Regions from separate parts of the Mus musculus genome. Here all the other regions are linked to region 2. Evidence: chromatin contacts called from public Hi-C and promoter capture Hi-C data. All regions are on one chromosome and are shown on one strand. The core of a region is the stretch at or near the end of the contact, and the rest is flanking DNA. Distances in the headings are between cores, read along the strand shown. Region 1 holds the start of Cope (coatomer protein complex, subunit epsilon). Region 2 holds the start of Cilp2 (cartilage intermediate layer protein 2). Region 3 overlaps Slc25a42 (solute carrier family 25, member 42). Region 4 holds the start of Sugp2 (SURP and G patch domain containing 2).

Region 1 (3,052 bases), core at 406-2,905, 420 kb after region 2:
TGGCAAAGCAGCATCAGTGTGGAGCAAGGGCCATGATTGGTCCCTTGGGCATTCCCTCATTATTGTAAGAAATAGATGGGTATGGTCTGCTTTTAGTACGAGGTGAGCTTACAGTTCACTAGAGCTACAGATGAGTTGGAGGCACTGGGTCCTTCTCTCCCCTAGTTAGTCTAAGACTCGGAGAGTTACAGGTGCTCTGCTATGTGACTGAGCCCATGATTAGAAAGGAAGGGCAGCCAGGCAGTAGTGGCGCACACCTTTAATTTCAGCACTTGGGAGGCAGAGGCAGGCAGATTTCTGAGTTCAAGGCCAGCCTGTTCTACAGAGTGAGTTCCAGGACAGCCAGGGCTATACAGAGAAACCCTGTCTCAAAAAAACAAAAAAACAAGGGAAAAAAAAAAGAAAGAAAAGAGAATAGAAGAGAGGCAGCCTCAAGACCCAAACTATTCATTAGAGAAGACTTGGGGCCCCAATGGACCAATGGGATGGGGAATTTGGGGAGGGGAAAAGCCCTGCAGGTCTATGGAAGAAAAGGTCAGGAATTTCCCATATTTGGGGAAAGGCTTCAAAAACTTGCTTGAAATCACCACACCAGCTATTTTTGCCTTTTCTCTATGCTGGTACCCCTTTCTCCAGAATTGAATATTTAAAACTGTTTCATTTCCACTAGTCCCTTGAACGTGTTATTATCTAATTTCCAACAATTATTATAATTGCTTGTTTGAAACAAATTTTCAGGTAGCCCAGGCTGGTCTGCAACTTGCTACCAAACTGAGGATCACCTTGAACTCCTGATCCTCTTGCTTCCACCTGCTCAGTATTGAGATGACTGAGAGTCACCACGTCCGGCTCCAAGGACGCCTCTTTAATGGCAAAAGTGAACTGGGTCGAAGAGCACTGACACAAACACGGAGCATTGGTTTTTACCTGGAGTTTGACGGCTTCTACGTCAAAGCCAGCTCTACCCTTTTTTTTTTTCAGTGCCATGTTTTAGTCATTCACCGATCTCTCCCTATGCTCGGGTGCTACGAAAACTTAAGAGGTGCCACCCATCACCTGTGTGATAATGAACACGAGTCGGTCGCAGCGTAAATGTCAATGCTGCGGGTCAGGGTCCCCGAAACACTCAATGCTGTCCTGATTCCTGGAACCCAAGTGGGGCTAAGGAAGAGCGGGCAAAGAAAGGCATTAAAAGAAAGGCGAGAACTCACCTTCCAGGATGGCCGGAATGCACCCGAGCTGCACCGGCGTGGGCTGCTTCAACCCCAGCTGTCGACACTGTTCTACCAGCCACGACGACAACCCGATCTCAGCGAACCCCGCCATGCTCCAGACCCGGGCAGAGAACCTAGAAATGAGTGCTTCCGGCGCGTGAATGCTACGTCACGTCCACCCCGGCGCAGTCCGGCCTGGAAAAGTTGTGAGAGGACGTTGGCGGAGGAATGTGACGTCACGGAGAGACCCTCTCCAGATCCTTCAACCAATCCGAGCTTTGACCGCTTTTCAGTGTTTTGGTTCTGAAGGCCTTGTGTTTGTTGACGGAATCCGAACTATAGTTCTCGGGAGGCTTTGCAAGGTTTCTTTTTCATCGCCTCTGATTTGTCCCATAGAACTACGTTTCCCAGAGTTCCTGACGACGGGGACCTGCTTCCGGCCTACGTGTCCCAGAAGAAGGTTGGTTAGAGGTGCGGTGACATGGCTCCTCCGGTTCCTGGCGCGGTCTCTGGCGGCTCCGGAGAGGTAGATGAGCTGTTCGACGTGAAGAACGCTTTCTACATCGGCAGCTACCAGCAGTGCATCAACGAGGCTCAGCGCGTGAAGGTGGGCAGCGTGCGGAGCAGCTTCCGGCGCGCTCTGAGGTTCTGGTCCGAGGACTCGGTTTCTCTTATAATTAGGGATGGTTTTCAATTTACTCTGTAACCGAGGCTAACCTTGAGGTCCTGCGCCTCCAGTCTTCACCCCTCCAGTGCTAGGATGACAGGTGTGCACCCCTGTGCCAAGCTTCCAACTTTCTGGTGGTTGATTGACAGGGGCTCACTTTATAGCCCAGGCTGACCTGAAGTCAGGGTAATGGTGAGGTGACAGGTGTGCGCCACTAGCTCCATCATAAAACCTCTTACTGTTTCGTTTTTAAACCCCCCCCGCCCCCCTTTTTTAAGTGTCTAAAGTCAGGCATCATGGTGCACGCCTTCTATTCCAGCACTTGGGAGGCTGATCTCTGTAAGTTTAGGGTCAGCCTGATCTTCATAAGCAGTTCTAGGTCAGTTCGGGTAATACTGTAATCTGTCTTAATAATAGTCCTAAACCGGAGGTAGCTTGGTGTGCCTTAAATCCCAGCACCCAGAGGCAGAGGCAGTCAAGTCTCTGAGTTTTGGACCACTCTGATCTACATAGCGACTTCCAGGACAGCCAGGGTGCTACAGAAAAACCCCGTCTTGAACTGTACCCTCCTCGCCTCCCCCACTCCCCCCAAAAGGGAAGTTTGGTTATAAAAGAAGACAGTCTCCTTTAGCCCAGGCTGGCCTCAGACTCCCCATGTTGCTGAAGAGCACTGAATTCCTGATGGCCATGCCTGCTCTCTGGAGTGCTGGGATCATAGTGTGCACAGCCAAAGCACAGCTTCGATGCAAATGCTCCACAGGCTAAATCCTTGCCCTGGTTTTGTTTTATGTTTTAAGCAGCTTCATATAGCCCAGGCTGTCCCTAGATGTAGCAGTCTTGTCTCAGCCTCCCAGATGCAGGATGACAGGCCTGTGCCACAATGCTCAGCTTGTCTTTAGTTCATTAAAGATGTGACCCGTGTTTGCAACAGCCTGTGTGTGTTGTTGACAGAATCACCTGTCACTCATTCTTCACTGTGCACTCGTGGAAAACAGCATTCCTGCTGGGCTCAGTAAGGGATGGAGTTGGTGGAACTACAGGCTTTCTAGGTATAGTAGCCTTGGCAACAGAGGCAGCACAGAGAGCCAGGAAATGGCAGAATGGGTGTAGAAAGTGGTGGTCTTAGACTTGCCTGTTTTGAATGTGAAACAGAGTCAGGGCTGTGATGGGC
Region 2 (3,153 bases), core at 208-2,707:
GGCCTTGCCCCTTAGGGTCGTACTGTACCCGCCCGCCCAGGCCTATGGGTCCCCCCCTTACCCAGTGGGCAGCGGAAGCGCACGTGGTAGTTGGAGCAGCGGCGGCCTCGAGGCTGCTCACGATTGAGACACCAAAAGCCACGCTCTGGGTTGGCGTGCACCCTTTCGCCCATTGCAGCTGGTAGCGCCCAGTCGGTGGTGCGCGCCTCCAGTGCCAGTGGTCTCGGGCACACCCGCGCGGGACCATAGTAGAATCGAATGGCGGCCAGGCTCTCGAAGTCGCCATCTCCTCCCGGGTGATCCACGTTGAACCACGACGTCCACTCGCTGGCCTCTGTGAGCATCGCACGCTGAGCCCGGGTCCCACCTCCCTAGTCTCTCCAGCTTGGAGCCTTGAGGCCCAAGGAGCTGTGATGTCCAAGGACTCCTCATTCTCCCTACCCTCCCCACTGACCCCACCAGGCCCAGATCACACAGGCGGGTTGCTGAGGTGACTCACCCTCCCAATCTTCCAGGGCTGGCGAGGGCTGGCCGGTATCTGGCGGCCGTCCCTGAAGACCCCTGGCGGTTGAAGTGTGCTCCTCGGTGGGGGTGGCATCTGTGGGAGTTCGAGGAGGCACAAGATAGGGACCACTGAGACCCCTCTTTTGGTGCAACAGGGGGAACATTGACTACCACATTTCACGGGATATAAAACTGAGGATCTGAGAGGCCAGCTCTAGCCCCGGGGACTGCAGCAGCACCCACTCCAGGAAGCCTTCCCATTACTAGCAGCGGACCCTGAAGCCCTGTCACTCCGCAGATCTGGCGACTCTATGTCCCACTACACCTCTAGGCTCAAATGTTCATCAAACACAAGTCGAGTGTATTAGGCTCTGCCTCTACCCGCAGACCGCTGCAGTCTCTTCCTGGAAGTCCCCTCCTGCCATATACTCTCCCGGGTCTTTCTAGGTGGGACGCAAGGTGCCAACAGGTAAGTCCTTGGTTTCTCTGGCCTTCCATCTTTCCGGGGTGGAATAGGAAGGCAGACAGGTTCAGACAAACCCCTTCTTCCTGGAGCCCCAGCCTTCTGAGAAATAGGACTGTCACCAGCCCCGCGGAGAGACAGCTACGACCCCTTGGCACAGATTTGGAAACCTGATGATTTACAATTCAAAGCCTTGGCCAAGTGGACCTTCCTGGGACGACGATGGAAGAGGTTTCTTTCACCGGCTCTCTGGGACGCTCATGAGGTGCTCCCCCGCCCGCTTCTGTGCCTGCGGCTGTCGTCCTGGTGTGTTTGTTTGTGTGTGTGTGTGTGTGTGTGTGTGTGTGTGTGTGTGTGTGTAGGGGGTGGTTCCCAAGGTATCTCACCTCGCGCTCCCGCTAGGTGTAAGGCGGCAAGGCAGAGATAGAGCAAGGGCAGAGGTGATGCCATCGCCAGGTCCGAACTGCTCTGCGAAGCTCTGAGATCTGACTGTGGCGGGCCTAGCCGCTGCTTGGACCTAAAAGGGCGGAACGGGCCACAAGCCACGCCCCCGCACACCAGACTGGGTCTTCTAAGCCTCCCGCGGTACCTCCGCCCTTAGACTGCCCTTGCCCGGTGTCCTGCGTTCCCCCCTCCTTCTCCAACTGGGTCCCGTGCTGTGTGCCTGGCTCCCTCTGGTCTGAAACTTGAAGCTGCTGGCGCCCTAGGATGCTGGACGTTCTCTATATTGTTAAACTTCGGTCCTAAGTACTGGAGGCCACCCCCCAGCAGGGGTCTGCTCTCCATTCTAAGAAACTCCACGGCGCAGCTCCTCCCCACAAACCCGGAGGGAAGTCTCCTCTCCACCCGCCCACCCCCTGGCCTGGTACACAAAAGAGGCAGGGGAGAGGTGGTGGAGATGTTTATTGGTGCGGTTCACAGTGAGGCCACGCAGTCGGTGCCAGTATATTTTGGCAGGTGCAGGCCAAACTTTCGGCGGACGTCATCAGGCACGAACCTGCCGGCTACAAAGTGGAGACGTCCGGAGAAGCGGCCGGCGCAGCTCTTGGGCGCTGCAAGGGACACCAGCACATCGGGCTGCACCGCGTCCTTTGCGTCTCCGCCAGCCTCCGCATCCCAGCCTGAGGGCGGAAGAGGGGGAGCTGAGGACCTCCGGCCCGGGACCAAGTCTGCTCTGCCTCCCTCCACGCACGCGGGTAGCGGTCAGACCTGCTAACCGCAAACCGCCTCCACCCTCCGACTACACCATTTCCACTGCTAGTCTGCCAAGACCCAGCCTCTGCCTTGAGCCGTGTCTCCTTCCGCAGAGGTTAGGAACCGCGCCTTGCTTAAATCAGACCTTCCTCACCCACCTCGGGTCTGACCTCAGCCTCTCTACCCCACCCTGTACTGTGACCCGAGACCCCCCTCCTTCTAAACTGTGCCCCCACATCCCTATCGTATTTGATTTCCCCCTCCGACCTGAGACATCTTGGTTCTCTGACCCACCTCGTGGTACTTTTGTTAGGACTCTGCCCTCTCCCCAAACCACCAGGAGTTTCGGTTCCACCCAGTCCACGAACCAGCAACCAGGACTTCTCTCCTGCCTCAGGCACTAACCAGAGCCACCGGCTCCTCTCTCTGATTAGAGGCTTCCAACTGCAGAATCCCTCACTTTTCCGGGACCACCTACTGTATCCCCCTAGGACTAGATATGCCTCGGCTTTGGTCGGGGATTGTCCTGGAGCAGTGTAGCTAGGGGACACCCCCACGCAGTCCCCACGAGAGGCTGAGCGCTGTTTGTCCTTAGCAGCTCTGGCCTGGCAGGCGTGGCCTCTGCCGAGTGAGCTCACAGGACTGGTGGTGGGTGGTGCCCGTGGAGCTGAGCACTCGGACCAAGGGGACACGGAGTCACTTGGGACAGCCACTTGTATCGCTCCCATCCTCAGGGCGGGTGTGAAATACGATGGGGGCAGACGCGGAAACCGAGGTTGAAAGAGTTGGACAAGGAAAACCGAGTTGGGGGAGGGGGGTGCAGAGGGGTAGAATTTAGGATGGATGGAAAAAAACAGGCTAGGGTAACCAGGCTGTCCCTGGGTGGCGTGCCTGAGGGGACGTCCAGGCTCACAAGCGGGATGGAGAGTCGCTTCAGCGTGGCCAGCGCGCGCGCGCAGTGCCCGCCTGCTTCAGCCAGCCGCACTCCCGGC
Region 3 (3,147 bases), core at 471-2,970, 310 kb after region 2:
GAGGTACCCCCTTCTATAGGGCTTTGTGCTAGCTGGTTTCCTAGGAGACCATCTAGGCAAGGTATGTACTTAACCCTCATCAACCTCTCTCCTCTAACCAGGTCTCTGAGGCCTTTGGTGAAAGGGTGTCCTGGGCTTCTATGTTGAGGATAAGGATGGGGCCAAGACTCATATACGGATAGGGTGAAAGAGCAGCTACTGTCTGCCGAATGCCAGACCCACCCTTACCTCAACTGCCTTAGCTAAAGACTTCTAAGTCTGTTTTACAGATGGAAAGTTGGGAATAAAACTCAGATAAGCATTTGCCTAAAAATCCTCCAGTGGGGCTGTAAGCATGGCTCAGGGGTAGAGTTCCTGTATAAGATCTCTCAGTGTGGAGGGCTGAGGGGGGCACATGGCTCAGGGGTAGAGCATCTGCCTAGACTTCTCCAGTGAAGGACTAGGGTGTGGGGTGGGATAAAATCCTAGGCTACGGATAGCTGCCCCTCCCCAGTACACTAAAACCTACAAACAAAAACCAAAAAACAAAAATATTCAACCCTTCTGTATACGAGGAAGCTTTGGCCTGTTGGGAGGAAGGCAACAGTGATGGAGACTCCAGGTGGTTACTGGGGTACATGGTTGCTTACTTGTCCGCTACTGAGCTATCTTCCTTTCTTTTCAGAGAAGCTCAGCCAAGCCTTGCACTGGACTCCAAAGCAGCAGAAGATCTCTTACCTAGGGAGTCCAGCCCTGTCCTAGAAAACCACATGTTCCTTAATTAAGCCTTCACTTATCCCAGAGGACCATCCACAGGGTGGGAGTGGAAGACATGACCATCAATTCCCAAACAGCTCGACAGAATATAACCCTGTCACAGGCAGTGCCTTGAGCAGTTCAGGACCCTGGATACAGGCCCTCCAGCATGCCAGGAGCCCCTCTCAGCTCATGTCTCAGGATGAGGACACAAGTTAAGTGTCTGGACCACCAGGCTGACAACTGGTTAACCTGCTCCTGCTGTGGGCTCATGCCACAGACTGCCTGGTAGAGGAAAAGAGGATGGGGAAACCACACTTGAGGGACTGTAGCCAGGATTCCTATCCTTGGCATGAGGATACCCAAGCCTGTTGGCTTTCACAAGTCTGGAGAAAGTCAGAGGAAACCACCCCTAAGAGAAGATGAAAGACAAAGCTTGCATGATTTTTAAAATCTTGGGGCAGGCAATAGTATTTAGTGGGGAGCCAACTTCCTAGCCCATGCAATGTGCTGGCCCCCATCTCCTGTGCTGCCAAATAAACAGCCTGTCACCATGTACTGGGAGGCTGTTGAAGGAGGGTCAAGTTCAAGGCTTGGGCTCTATATAGCAAGACTTTTTCTCAAGTAATAATAATCACTCTGCCCCAGTGAGGCACAAGACCAGACCTTGCAGGCAATGAAGAGAAATAGATGAGCCAGCTGGTGTTTTGGAGCTCCGGTCCCCAGACAAAGCTGTGTGGGGTTTAGCTAGACATGCCACGTCAGGACATGATGTGATTCCTGCACCCACACTGGGATGTGAGGATTCTGTAGACTGAGCCTCACCATCTGCGAGGCTCTGATTCCCAGCACCAGCCAGTTAGGTCAAGTAGACAGTGACCCATGGTGACTTGAAAAGCAAACACGGAAATGTCTACAAGAGCTGAGGGTGTAGGCAGCTTGCTGAGCAGGCACCAGGCCAAATAAAAAGAGCATTGGCACTGAGCATGCTCACTGTCTCCTAAACAACACAGTGCTTATTTCTACACTGTCCTGTATACTGTCACTTAGGGAGGACACACTCAGGTTGTAGGCAAACAACGCTCCACTGTACAGAAGGGGCCTGAGCTGAAGGTTTGGTGACTGGGGGAGGGAAGAGGGGCAGATGACAGTACTAGAGGCTCACACATAACAGCAGATGGCAGTGTTGTTAGGCTGTCACTGTAGTTGCAGCTGATGGGCTTTGTTGGGGATCTACTAGTCACTCCTTGTATCCTCCCCCCTTGGTAAGCATTTAGCAGTTACACACTACCCCAAACCATCCCCATCCTGTCTTCCTGGATCTATGTTGCCTCCTGTCTCCTCTCCTCAGTCTCTGTTGCTCAAGACCTGATGGCCATGGGAACCCTGGTTGTGTATTATCCTTCTCCCAGTGCTGGACAGGTCAACTGTACTCTCACGGTGAGCCCCGGAGAACACAGCACAGGGTTTCTGTCAGTGCTTGGGCCTTGACCTCCTTCCTGCTTAAGGTCAGGTCAGCTAAGCATCTCCTATCAAGCGGCCACTCTGCCGCCTCTGTGCTCTGCTCTCTGGGATCACTTTGCTCTGGGATAGGGGAGGCCAAATGACTATGGAACAGAAAACACATGGACCTATATGACCCACATTGTATAGGAATAGATATATCTTCTATCCTGTTTTTGTTTGTTGGTTGGTTAGTTCCCCCCCACCCCCAACTCCCATGAGACAGGATTCTCTGTGTAGCCCTGACTGGCCTGGAACTCACTCTGTAGACCAGGCTGGCCTCGAACTCAGAAACCCTCCTGCCTCATGGGTGTCTGAAAACAGTCCAACTGCATTCTCGCGCACTGCTCCACTCTGGTGGGTGAGGGCTGAGGGGGCAACAGCTCACAGGACAACAATGTCAAGGGGTCAGGTGAGGAGCACACACTTGCTATGGGTTCCATCCTCAGCACCCTTTACTGTCAGACCCTAGCTACCTACCCGCCAGGGTAGTGGGAGGGCATCCTGTCACCTGTGCCACTGCCTGAGGGCTGCAGACAGCCCCAACCTGTATGTGAAGAGGCACCTTCTTAGTGACGGCTTCTAAGCCTACCGTGGGTCCTACAGCCAAAGTCATCAGAAGCCAATTACCATCTGTCTGCCAATGATAAGGGCTGTTTTCTTTTCTAGATCAGAGTTTGGTGTGCCTGGCATGGTGGCCGTTGCCTGCTAACCCTGACTGCTGCCAGCCTCAAAGATAGACAGGAGCTCCTCACTCCATGCTCTGGGGACTGTGACTATCACCCTGGCTAGGAACTCTAAGCATGCCTCACAGTCATGCAGATTTCAAAAGACCAAGACAACTCTGGCCATAGCACACCTGCCAACCAGCACCTGCAATCTAAGGTGCAAGTTCAAGGACAGCCTGGG
Region 4 (3,354 bases), core at 630-3,129, 350 kb after region 2:
TGGCAGTGGGGGTTGGTGCCCAGGGTCTCACTCATGGTAGCATGTTCCCTACCAAGCCTGATTGTTCTACAACACTATTTTATTTAACTTTATTTAAATTGCATTTTATCCACTTGCAAGTGTTGGCTTGCATTTGCTGTGTCACAGGCAAAGAACAGTCTGCAGCTCTCTTCAACATGGAGATCCTGGGGGTTGAACTCAGGTCCTCGAGCTTGGCAGCAAGCACCTTAGCTGCTGAGCCATCTCACTGAGCTGAGCACTATTTTCTACTGCACAGTCCATAGCCAACATTATCAAAGTTTTCTGATGCTCTTCTTTACAACAGTCTAGAATCACGAATCGGGTGTGGTGGCATGCAACTGTCATCTCAGCAGCAGAAGGCTTGGGGCAGAAGGATGGGGAATTCAAGGGTACAAGAGATTGTCCAGACAACAAAAACAAAAATTCCAACCCTGAAGCTCACAAAGCCATAGGAGAAAATTGACTCCCACAAGTCCTCTGATCTTACATGAAGGACACAGTATAAATGACACATCAATGTATAAAGATCAAATTTGTAAAAGCCACACTCTGGTTAGGGCTTTATGGTACAAGCCTGTGATCTCCAGCCCCAAGCCAGCCTAGGCTACAGAGTGAGACCCTGTGTGGAAGGAACGAGTGTAAAAGCTGAGGTGCTGGGAAAAAAGTGTTCAGTCAGCAGGTGAAGGTGTGCCGCTCCATCATCACAACTTGAGTTCAGTTTCAGCACTCACATCTGGTAGTTCACAACTTGTGCATACATGTAAACACACAATAGTCATGATGATGTTAAATAATATTGATAACAAATAATTTATTAATAATAATAGTTATTAAAGCACAAATGAAGCAGAGGCAGGCTAACCTCTGAACTGGAGGCCAGCACAGTCTACAGTGCAAGTTCCTGGACAGCCAGGACGACACGGAGAAATCCTGGCTTGAAAAACAACAACAAAACAAGAAACACTGATACCAGAACAACGGAGGCAGAAATGGTAGACCTCTGTGAGTTTCTGGCCAGCCTGATCTACACAGTGAGACCCTCCTGACCCCCTCCCCCGTCTTGCCCCTCAAGTAAACAAAACCTGTCTAGGTCAAGCAGCCTTACTGTCACATGAAATAATCCCGTTTTTGTTTTTTATGTTAGGGATTCATGTAGACCTGACTGACCTTGAACTCCTGATTTCCAGTCTCCAAACAACCCCCTGGCTCATCAGTTGTTTTTGAGGCAGTGTCTGGTCTTGTAGCCCAGACTGGTATCAAACTCGCAGCAATCCTTCTGCCTCTGCTTCTTGAGTGCACCACAACGCCTGTTCTTTCTTTTGGCTGTTTTTATTCTGAAATATGGGCTGGCTACATAGCCAAAGCCGGTCTAGAACTCATCAATCCTTCTGTCTCCCTAAAGCAGTCATGACAGGTGCAGCAACCACGCCCGCTCCATCACTACTACATGAACAGCAACACCAGCGTCCCCTGAACCAGAGTCACACTGTCTTGAACCTCTTGTACTCCTGGCTCCACTGCCTAGAATGCGGCCGACCCTGTAGCAGGTGCTCAGGTGCACACAGGCGCAGCGCGAATGAATAAAATGAATGAAAGAACCTGCACAAGAAAGGCGAAGCATTTGCTTCCCAAGTATCTCTGGGACGATTCTCTCCTTCCCCCAAACCAAGTCCGCGAGAGTCGTGCAAACACCACCACCCCGACCCCGCGGCGCCCACTCCCCACTGCGCCAGCCACAAGCACAGGCGGCCGGTGCTCCTCACCGGGTCTACGCAGCCACGTGGGGAAAGGGTGGGGCTCGCAGCTGTCACCCGAGACTTTGCCTTTGGCTCCTTCGAGCCACCATATAAGCGCAAGCGCAGAGGCGCCGCCTCGCCTCGGCGTCCCTCCTTCAGCCGAGAGGCTCCTTTCCGGGGCAACGAGGGCGACCGCGAGCACAGGTAAAGCGAAGGGAGCCACAGAATACGCGTGGGCCTGAGACTCTTGCAGTACTCTCAATGCTACTCCTAGGTGTCGCTTCCCCTCAAAAGAGATAGTTTTCACCTAGGTAGACTCGGCCCTGAGAAGTGAGCAGCGCGCCTGCGCGAAAGAGCGAAGATGGCTGCCCTCGACGCTTGCGCATGAGGACCTAGGCGGTGGCAGCCAGCGCCTGCGCACCAAGGCAAGGCAGAGGCTTGCGCCTGCGCGACGCGGCGCTGCGGAAACCGTTGGCTCATTTGCATCTCCCCGCCTCGCCAGGCGGTGGATAAGGGGCCCGAGGCGGCGGCGGCAGCGGCGGGGGCGGCACCGCACGCGGCAGGCTCCGGGTGAGGCCCGGGCCCTGGAGACCTGGGAGGGCTGGCCCGGGGTGGGAAGGACTCTGGGTGTCTCTAGGGCGAGCGCGCTCCTCCAGCCTGTCTGGCGGGTCCATTCATTACGCTTGAGCCCTCAGTCGGCCGGGCGAGTTGGGCGTAACGGCGAGCGGGCTTCGGGCCTCCAGCTGCCGGGAACCACTGCAGCCTCCGAGTCTGCCAGTACCATAGACGGGGAAACGGAGGTGCAGACAGATTAGGTACCTTGATTAAATTTCAGGATCAGCTGACCCGGAGGAGTCCCTGCTCTTAAATGACAGAGAACAAGGGGCGTCCTATCGCTTTCCCAGGGTGTGGGGAAACGGGGTGATGGTTATAGAAATGACCAGAAGGGAGGTTTACCTCTTGAAGTTGGAAGTGTCATAAGGAAGGCTGTCACTGATATGTATGCTGCCTTATTTTTTTTTAACATTCAGAAAGTGCCCTCACAATGAATGCCCTGTTGGTCAGGCTCAACATTAGGATGCCTGACCTAGTGGTTCACTTCTTCAAGTCTGCTTTTCTCCCGTGTGTGAACATTTTTTTCTTTCATTCCTTTTTTCTTTCTTTCTTTTTCTTTTTCTTTTTTTTTTTTTTTTTTTTTAAGGCAGGGTCTCAAACTGATTATGATGGCTCACCCCTATAATCCCAGTTCCCAGGAGGCAGAGACAGGGTGGATTTTCCTTTCAATGCCAACCTTAGTGTGTATGTATGTGTGTGTGTGCACACACAAAGTTTGAGGCCAACCAGAGGTGTGTAAGGAGATCATTTGGAATCTCTCCTACTCAACCATGCTACCAAAAAAAAAAAAAAAAAAAAAGTAAATAAAACTAAAAAGATTGGGTCTGCAGAACCTGGCAGTGCACACTGGCAATCCTAGTTCTTGGAAGGCAAAAGCAGGAGGATCAGAGGTTTAGTGCTCATGCCAAAGTGGGCTACTCTGTTGTAGTTGCAAAAAATCCAAACAACAACAAAACAAAACCCTCATGCACACACAAAACTG

What was found. Promoter capture Hi-C pulls out the DNA fragments that hold promoters and counts their contacts. Hi-C and Micro-C count contacts between places; a contact is called where the count stands out from the background.
Region 1: a contact with region 2 is called in a promoter capture Hi-C map of embryonic stem cells. The contact joins the promoter of Cope here to the promoter of Cilp2 in region 2. A contact is called at or near these places in 6 of 39 promoter capture datasets (the 3T3-L1 cell line, embryonic stem cells, hippocampal neurons and 2 more), 2 of 484 Hi-C or Micro-C datasets (embryonic stem cells and liver), 5 of 115 datasets of contacts at active chromatin or transcription factors (the 230-238 cell line, large pre-B cells, memory CD8 T cells and 2 more) and 1 of 9 other capture datasets (adipose tissue).
Region 3: a promoter capture Hi-C map of liver shows a contact between it and region 2. The contact joins the enhancer-like site here to the promoter of Cilp2 in region 2. A contact is called at or near these places in 19 of 39 promoter capture datasets (3T3-L1-derived adipocytes, the C10 cell line, the HPC-7 cell line and 13 more), 1 of 15 datasets of contacts at CTCF or cohesin (large pre-B cells), 1 of 484 Hi-C or Micro-C datasets (bone marrow-derived macrophages), 2 of 115 datasets of contacts at active chromatin or transcription factors (embryonic forebrain and neural tube) and 3 of 9 other capture datasets (adipose tissue, embryonic stem cells and liver).
Region 4: a contact with region 2 is called in a Hi-C map of liver, with 2.8 times the contacts expected there. The contact joins the promoter of Sugp2 here to the promoter of Cilp2 in region 2. A contact is called at or near these places in 17 of 39 promoter capture datasets (the 3T3-L1 cell line, 3T3-L1-derived adipocytes, the C10 cell line and 11 more), 2 of 15 datasets of contacts at CTCF or cohesin (large pre-B cells and pro-B cells), 6 of 484 Hi-C or Micro-C datasets (bone marrow-derived macrophages, brown adipocytes, embryonic stem cells and 1 more), 6 of 115 datasets of contacts at active chromatin or transcription factors (astrocytes, bone marrow-derived macrophages, embryonic stem cells and 2 more) and 3 of 9 other capture datasets (adipose tissue, embryonic stem cells and liver).

The regions. Positions count from the first base shown.
Region 1 is chr8:70,301,112-70,304,163 of GRCm38.p6, forward strand. Cope (coatomer protein complex, subunit epsilon) reads left to right here and starts at 1,656. Exons shown (of 10, transcript NM_021538.2): 1 at 1,656-1,821. The coding sequence starts at 1,696. It overlaps Ddx49 (DEAD box helicase 49), which reads right to left and starts at 1,341. Exons shown (of 13, transcript NM_001024922.2): 1 at 1,212-1,341. The coding sequence starts at 1,326.
Region 2 is chr8:69,885,935-69,889,087 of GRCm38.p6, forward strand. It overlaps Cilp2 (cartilage intermediate layer protein 2), which reads right to left and starts at 1,458. Exons shown (of 8, transcript NM_026818.2): 1 at 1,354-1,458; 2 at 500-598; 3 at 62-334. The coding sequence starts at 1,417. It overlaps Yjefn3 (YjeF N-terminal domain containing 3), which reads right to left. Exons shown (of 6, transcript NM_001353930.2): 5 at 3,053-3,153; 6 at 1,854-2,088. The coding sequence ends at 1,883. Gm33746 (a long non-coding RNA gene) reads left to right here. Exons shown (of 3, transcript XR_379069.4): 1 at 1-336; 2 at 660-973; 3 at 1,060-2,450.
Region 3 is chr8:70,198,676-70,201,822 of GRCm38.p6, forward strand. The region is part of intron 1 of Slc25a42 (solute carrier family 25, member 42); the gene reads right to left. Among named protein-coding and RNA genes, the nearest start is that of Slc25a42, 12 kb to the right of the region's middle. Within about 2 kb of position 1,721, at least 64 of the 459 cell types and tissues checked have an H3K27ac peak or open chromatin away from gene starts, as enhancers often do. A contact at or near this core is called in adipose tissue, fetal liver and liver, where this site is marked.
Region 4 is chr8:70,232,326-70,235,679 of GRCm38.p6, forward strand. It overlaps Sugp2 (SURP and G patch domain containing 2), which reads left to right and starts at 1,880. Exons shown (of 11, transcript NM_172755.4): 1 at 1,880-2,327. Armc6 (armadillo repeat containing 6) reads right to left here and starts at 2,097. Exons shown (of 8, transcript NM_133972.2): 1 at 1,785-2,097.